Linked DNA regions of Mus musculus: region 1 is linked to region 2. A link is a contact called in public promoter capture Hi-C data. All regions are on one chromosome and are shown on one strand. Each heading gives the region's core, a stretch centred on a gene start, on an enhancer-like site or on the middle of the called end of the contact. The rest is flanking DNA. Distances are from core to core; before and after follow the strand shown. Region 1 overlaps Tenm4 (teneurin transmembrane protein 4). Region 2 overlaps Tenm4 (teneurin transmembrane protein 4).

What was found. Capture Hi-C pulls out chosen DNA fragments and counts their contacts.
Region 1: a contact with region 2 is called in a promoter capture Hi-C map of pancreatic islet. The contact joins two enhancer-like sites. A contact is called at or near these places in 2 of 484 Hi-C or Micro-C datasets (cerebral cortex and epidermal suprabasal cells), 2 of 115 datasets of contacts at active chromatin or transcription factors (double positive thymocytes and large pre-B cells) and 3 of 9 other capture datasets (adipose tissue, liver and pancreatic islet).

Annotation. Positions count from the first base shown.
Region 1 is chr7:96,523,429-96,526,810 of GRCm38.p6, reverse strand. All of the region lies in intron 4 of Tenm4 (teneurin transmembrane protein 4), which reads right to left. Among named protein-coding and RNA genes, the nearest start is that of Gm15412, 180 kb to the right of the region's middle. Within about 2 kb of position 1,865, at least 24 of the 459 cell types and tissues checked have an H3K27ac peak or open chromatin away from gene starts, as enhancers often do. A contact at or near this core is called in pancreatic islet, where this site is marked.
Region 2 is chr7:96,443,786-96,447,124 of GRCm38.p6, reverse strand. The region is part of intron 3 of Tenm4 (teneurin transmembrane protein 4); the gene reads right to left. Among named protein-coding and RNA genes, the nearest start is that of Gm15412, 100 kb to the right of the region's middle. Within about 2 kb of position 1,439, at least 6 of the 459 cell types and tissues checked have an H3K27ac peak or open chromatin away from gene starts, as enhancers often do. A contact at or near this core is called in pancreatic islet, where this site is marked.

The DNA of each region.
Region 1 (3,382 bases), core at 616-3,115, 79 kb before region 2:
GGCTGTAGGGAAAGTCCTTATGGTATAAGAAGTGGTAGACACAGTGCACGAGGGGTTCAAGCCACACTAGGGTACCTTTGAACACTGGGGGCAGGATTAGAACTGCACCCCCATGACTCTTCCACATAGGAGCTGATCTCTAATCAGATGGTTGTCCCAAACTGGGCTCCTGCCTTCTCTAAAGCCTGCCCTTGCTCTTAACTCAGCAAGAGTCAAAAATCATGACAAATCCTTGAAAACCTACAGTTGTGACTGGAGTGAGGCATTTCCGTGCTGACTCCACACACTCTTTGCCTTATAGATGAGGACATTGGAGGCGTGGATGGGTAATTAAGCTTATCCAAGAACCAATGCCGAACCAGGTCTTCAAGACTGTGTGGTTAAGGCCTGGGTTGTCTACCACAGTAGTCACCCACAGCATGTAATAGATTTCAATTTTAATTGCTGTTAAAATAACAATTAAGGTTTTTAATTGTATCGTCACATTTCATGAACACAGCAGCCACATGTAGAGACTGGCTAAGTGTAGACAGTGGTGTTCTAGAAGTTCGGGGTGGTCGGAGAGTAATTCATGAGTCCCCACCTGACAGGCCTGTACAAGGGTCCAAACCTGGTGTCTCCTGTTTGACTTGAAGAAGCAGACAGGGGTCGGGGAGAGAAGCTTTTTCAAGTATACACAACTGCTTGTCAATGTACAGTGTGCCTGGCATCTGCTAACCGGTTGTCTCTCACACCAGCTCTATGCCATGTGGGAGACTAGACAGTGAGATACAGGAGTGGATGGGAGAAGACTGAGATACAGGAGTGGATGGGAGAAGACTTGTCTAAGCTGGGGATGGTGGAGTTTGAGCTCAAACTCAGACCCGATCGATCCTTCTGCAGCAGCTCTGTGGCAAGGGGCCGTTTTGGAAGTGTTTCCCCCTTTCATTCATTTATGAAAGGACAAATTGGATCTTTCCAGTGAAGAAGGCCAAGTCCCAGAAGGGGATAGTTGGGGACAGTTTTCAGTTTTCAACCTTGGCCCAGAGGGAGGTGGTTCTCCCTACAGAGCACCTCTGTCTCTATCTGTGACTTGGGAGGCAGGTCATAGGGGAAGCCCATTCTTTCTGGGGCCTCCCTCACAGGCTGGGCTGAGGTCTCTATAAATCAGGTTCTGTTCACCCCTTAGACTCCAGACTGGAGTGGGAGTGAGAGGATACAGCTTTAAGAAGCTGGGGCTCCTAGGCTCCACAGAGAGCTTGCAGAAGTCTCCAAGGCTGGGCCTGATTTACGAGGCTGCTTATGGCTCCAGGCTGTCCCAGATCTGTGCCTGCCCCAGCCCCAAGTTGTGCACTGACCCAGAGAGGGGTCAAAAGATCTGAGGCTGGACCCAGGAGAGTAGGCCAGATCTATTCCATCTGCTCTCCAGAGGATTTGGCATCAGCTATGTCTGGCAGGAGGGCTATATCTGGCCACACCCATTTTTACCTGGCTAGACAAGTCGGGTGTGGGAGGGGCAGAGGAGGCATGGCCTGACAACCTTGGATGTAGGGTCCTAATGGTTTGTGGGACTACCTACAGCTAACCTTCAACCACTATAATAACCCTTCCAAGAAGCTTGGACCCTCGTTTCAAAAGTGGGAACAATGGCTCCAGAGGGCAAGTGGTATCCCAAGGTAAGCAGCAGGCAACCAGGATGCTCACACACCTCTGCTTCTTGTCTTCAGCTCCTCACACAGCTGCCCACATTTGGCCATTCTCTCTTGATCAAGGAAGACAAACAACCCTCATGGAGAATAGCCAGCAGGCTCCTTTGCATTCTCCCATATGCTATACTGAAGGTGAAAGCACACTGACTCATCTGGTCCTGAAATACTTAGAAAATAAAATGGATTCTGTTGCCAGGGCCAACACCAGGCCTGCAGCCTGCAGCCTGCAGCCTGCAAGAGAGTTGGGAACGTGCTTGCCTCTAGCAGCCTGTTTCTTCCTGCAGTGAGGGATCAGACTTCCCGGGTTTAACAAAGCCCTAACTCTCTGTTTCCTGCAACTGTGGTACCACTTGCCATTTCCAGACACCTGCCCAGCACGTACCAGGCCAGCCTGTTATCGTCGTTTCTTTTGGTAGCCTGGAAAAGTAAATATTGTCATCCAATTTGAAGGAGATCAGAGGGATCTATGACTCACAGCTAATGCAGAGCAGCCCTAGAGCTCAACCCAGCTACATTGTCTCCTAACTCTGTTATGCTTTCCCTGCAGCACGGTGGCCTCAAAGAATGGGCTAGCCTGGGTTAACCCATGGCTGGGCCATGTGATTGTCACCTCTCTGTTGTTCTGTCCGGGGGGGGGGTCTCACATCCAGGAAATAAGAAACATTCAGTAAGGTTGCAAGGGTGGACACTAAAGCCTGAACCTGGATGTAGACGTCACCATTGCTACTTGCCAGCTGTGTGACTCTCTATAAAGAACCTCTCCAGCTCTGTTTCCGGTTCTGCCTAGCTACCTAACCCAGGTAACTGACTATTCCCCTGAAGCATCTGGCACCACACTGGTCGAAGGTAAGCAACTGATAAATGTTCAAGATCACGATGGCCGTGCTTCCATTGGAACCAGTAAGGAAACAGACAGGGTGAAGAACACTCTGTTGGCCCTGCAGAGAGATGAGGGAGGTTGCTGCGAGGACAAAATTTTGGGGTGATAGTTTCAGTTCCACTGTTACAGAGGTCTCAGGTCCACTGTTACAGAGAAGCCCAGAAGGAGTTTGTCAGCACAAACAGTCACTCTGTAAGTGACCAATGGTCTTCTTTATGTCCACATAAACCTGGCAAGCATCAGTTCCCCGTTCCCTCAGCCTTACCCATAGTCAGCTCTTGCAGATAGCAAGCAGCTGTCTGGGAAGCCAATTCTTGGGATCTGTCCCCGACTCAGAGAGGCTGGGATGCCAGAAGACCAGACCTAGCCAAACATATGGACCTGCAACCTAGTAAAGTCCACAGCTGGGCCACTGGCTGGCTTTTCTTCTGTTCCTTGGAATATTCTGGCAACTCTAAAATAGTTTCAGCAACTTATAGACATTTTCCCAGGATATTCTGGTCTCTAAGGGAACAATCTGCTCTTTTCTCACACTTTTAAATCCCTTTTCTTGGAAGACCAGTTCTTGTGCGAGTACACACACACACACACACACACACACACACACACACTCTTAATTTGGCCCTGGATATGATTAGTAAGATTTCAGTGTATAGACTTTGGGACTGGCTAAGCTTACTGAGTGAATTTTATTTGCAAGTTCTTAATAGTAAAGTTCTAATTATTATTTTTTTAAAAAATTTCAATAATGTATTACATAATAGCAATTACTATACTATTCATTAAATTCATGTTAACTAAAGAAGTAGCTTTC
Region 2 (3,339 bases), core at 190-2,689:
GCCTGGGCTTCGGTTTGCATGATGTTTCAGAGACAAAGATCTGAGGGCTTCAAATGAACTGAAAACCCAAGAAAAAAATCCTTATATACTTAGATCCACTCAAATCACTTGGATTCAACACCTTGAATATCCCAGATCATTCCACACCCCATCCCAGGTGACGCCAAGAGCTCTGGACAATGCATGTCTTTAAGGCAGCATGGAAGAGAGCTCTCAGGCATCTTCTCTCCCTGGACAAGCCGGTTGTGGGCTGAACAGAGGCATCTCTCATTTACCTCTACATGCTGGGGACTTTGCAGATGTGACTTTATGCTATCCGCACAAGCACATGGCGAAGAGAGGATTACACACACACACACACACACACACACACACACACACACACACACTTTGTAGACGAGGAAACAGAGGTGCATTGTGATGAATTTGCCTTGGTTATATATGCTTTCAACAGGGCTGAGCTTTTGAATGTAGGTGTGGCTGACTCCAATGCTGCTGCTCTTTCCGACACTAGGCAAACTCAGCACCTCTGTGTCTCTGCTCAGTGTTACTCTGCCAGCTTTACCAAGGAGCCTTCATAAACTTGTTTTTCTTGATCCCTCCCTGTCTCCTGTCCATTTCTTGTTTGTTTGTCTTAGCACCATAGTGCTGCATGTCTGTTTATATACTGTGGCCCTTGGGGAAACACAAACCATTATAATAACTAATATTTTTCACCCATAATTCCCAAGTAACAATTTAACCCCTTAGAAACAGTACTGCCCCTCTGAAAAGACATAAATTAAAAATGGTGACTCTCAATGGCAGTTTCTGGGATGGAAAACCAGCCCAAAACTTTAAAAGGGATTCAGAAGGGCCATTTCTTTGAGTAGTGTTTGCTTTTGAGGGACCAGCTATCTTTTCTTTTCTAGCTCTTTTCATCTTCTCCATCCTCTGGGAAGCTCATCTGGTACCTCTACCCGAAGCTGTGTGGGTTCCCTTTTCACACTCAATGCCAAATTGTGATCGCATTCCATCTAAGTGGTTTTTTCTATGATGAGAAGGACCGTAACTTACCCAATGGTACATTCTAGAACCTTGTATGGGCACAGCCCACATTCGGTGCTTAGAAAATGTTTGCAGAACAAATGAACCGAGTGATAATACCACTGCCTGGCACTGTTGCCCTGCTTATGCAAGAACCATGTGGGCCGGATGGCTCACAGAAACAGAATGTAGGGATTCCTTAAGAATGTGGCCATTTAGCAGGTATTTTTTTTGCAAACAAGTTTCTGTTTGTAGACATCTGTAGGTGGTCAAGGTCCCAGTGGGACTGAGCAAAAGCGAGATCAGAACGAAAACAAATAATGCTGAAAGACAGAGGTTTCTATGGCTCAGAAATGGCTCTATTCTCTCGACTTACAGGTTAACTCAGAAGGAAAATTACACTGTGTAGCAATTATGTAATGACCAGGGAAGCCTTACCTGATGAAGTCACCCATTTATAGCAGGGAAGGCCAGCAACGAACACTTCAGGTTTCTACTTCCAGACATGCAGCTTCCTACTCACCCCAAGTAATTCTGGTACTTAATACACTCATTTACCTTTAAATGCATAGCTAAGCTGGCAAGAAGTAGGAGATCCTCAGAGGCCATAAGAACATAAGATACCATCCATCCACAGAGGTTACACAGTGTGGGAAGTGATGATGGGTCTGAAGGTATCTCGCCATCCATGGTGGTCTTGGGGCTGTGGGTTATAAGGCAACAACACAGGAAACAAAGCCCCAGGGCCTCAAAAGGAGGGAAGACAGGCTGGGATTCTCAGCTAAAGCTAGGGCCGAAGACAGCATCATTAACTCCAGTGTGTCAGGAATTAGAGCAGCCCAGAACCCCACACCGTGGTAGGACACAGCAAGGAAAATGGCCCTGCCAGAGGTAAGGAGAAAGAACAAAAGATCCTCTAAGAATTTCCAAACACAAAATGGCCCTTGAATGTATTAACTTGTAGGAAAAAAAAAACCCCAAAAACCAAAATCCCAAAGTCCAAACTGTATCCTTAATTTGAAGTAGCCCCAAGGTGATTTCTTCTAGAACAAAGGCAAACCCTTTCTGCAGCAGTGAATTTTCAAACCATGCCTCCGAGAAATTTCCAAATCATGAACTCTCTCATGAAAATCAAAGAGTATACAAGAAAAGGAGCCACCATCTGAAGAGTCAGGAGAAACAGCAACCGAAATGACCAGACCCACACTTGGTAAGTAGTAAGGCAGTCAGACACAGGCAACAAAATAATGGGTGTGGTATGTTCACATACTGCAAGGACTGTGAAAGTTCATACTAAGACCACACCACCAGAGAAGCAAGGCAGACTGAAACATGAGCTTCTCAAACTGGGGTTCTAAAACTGGGGGGTCTAAGTATGACTTGCAGTATCAGCATGGGCCTTGGTGAACCAAAATGATAAGACTTTTAATCCCAGCACTCAGAAAGCAGTGGCAGGTAGATCTCCGTGGGTTCAAGGCTACCCTGGTCTGTACACCACACTTTAGGACAGCCAGGGCTACATAGATAATCTGTCATAAACGTCATTGTCATTATCATCATCATCATCATTATCATCATTCTCAAAACGACAACAACAACAACAGCAACAAGTTGTCTTAAAAATGCTGTGTGCTGTGTATAATGGGTAAATTATTGCCGGTCTCTAAGCCTGGCGTTCCCAAGCTAAGATGGAAAGGGCTTCTACGTCATCGTCTAAGTCTGATTCTCTAAGCATTCTATCACACCGGGAAGCATCTTCGGCTTTTCTTTTTTGTGCCACCCCACGACTAGAAGCATCTTACATGAATTTCGGTCCCTATAATTATCGAGCACAGTCTGAACTTCACATATCCATGTTATACATTAGGGAACCAAACCATAGAGCTCTAATAACTTTCGCAGAGTCCAGAGTTGACAGTCCAGACTGGCCTCCATCGGGGTCATCTGAAAGTCTTCTCTCTCTGCCACATGGCTCATGGCTTCCAACTATGCTCGATGCTCAACACTCTGGGATCCTCTGACCTATTAGGTGTCTCGCACAGTGGAGGGCAACTCACTGGCTAGAATGGGCTACAAGTAGCAACCAGAATAATCACTCCAGGGCAAAGAAAACTACGAAATTAATTACCAACCACCAAGATTACTAAGTATGTCCTATAGGCAATGCCTTTGCTTATTTGCTGATTTGGCTAAGAGCCCCTTATGACAGAGCAGCAAACAGTGACAGATTGCTGGGGCTTATCCTCTAAACAGCCACTCTCAGAAAATTATCCATTCTGAAAGCACTTCTCTTGGCCCTGGTTTTCTCATATG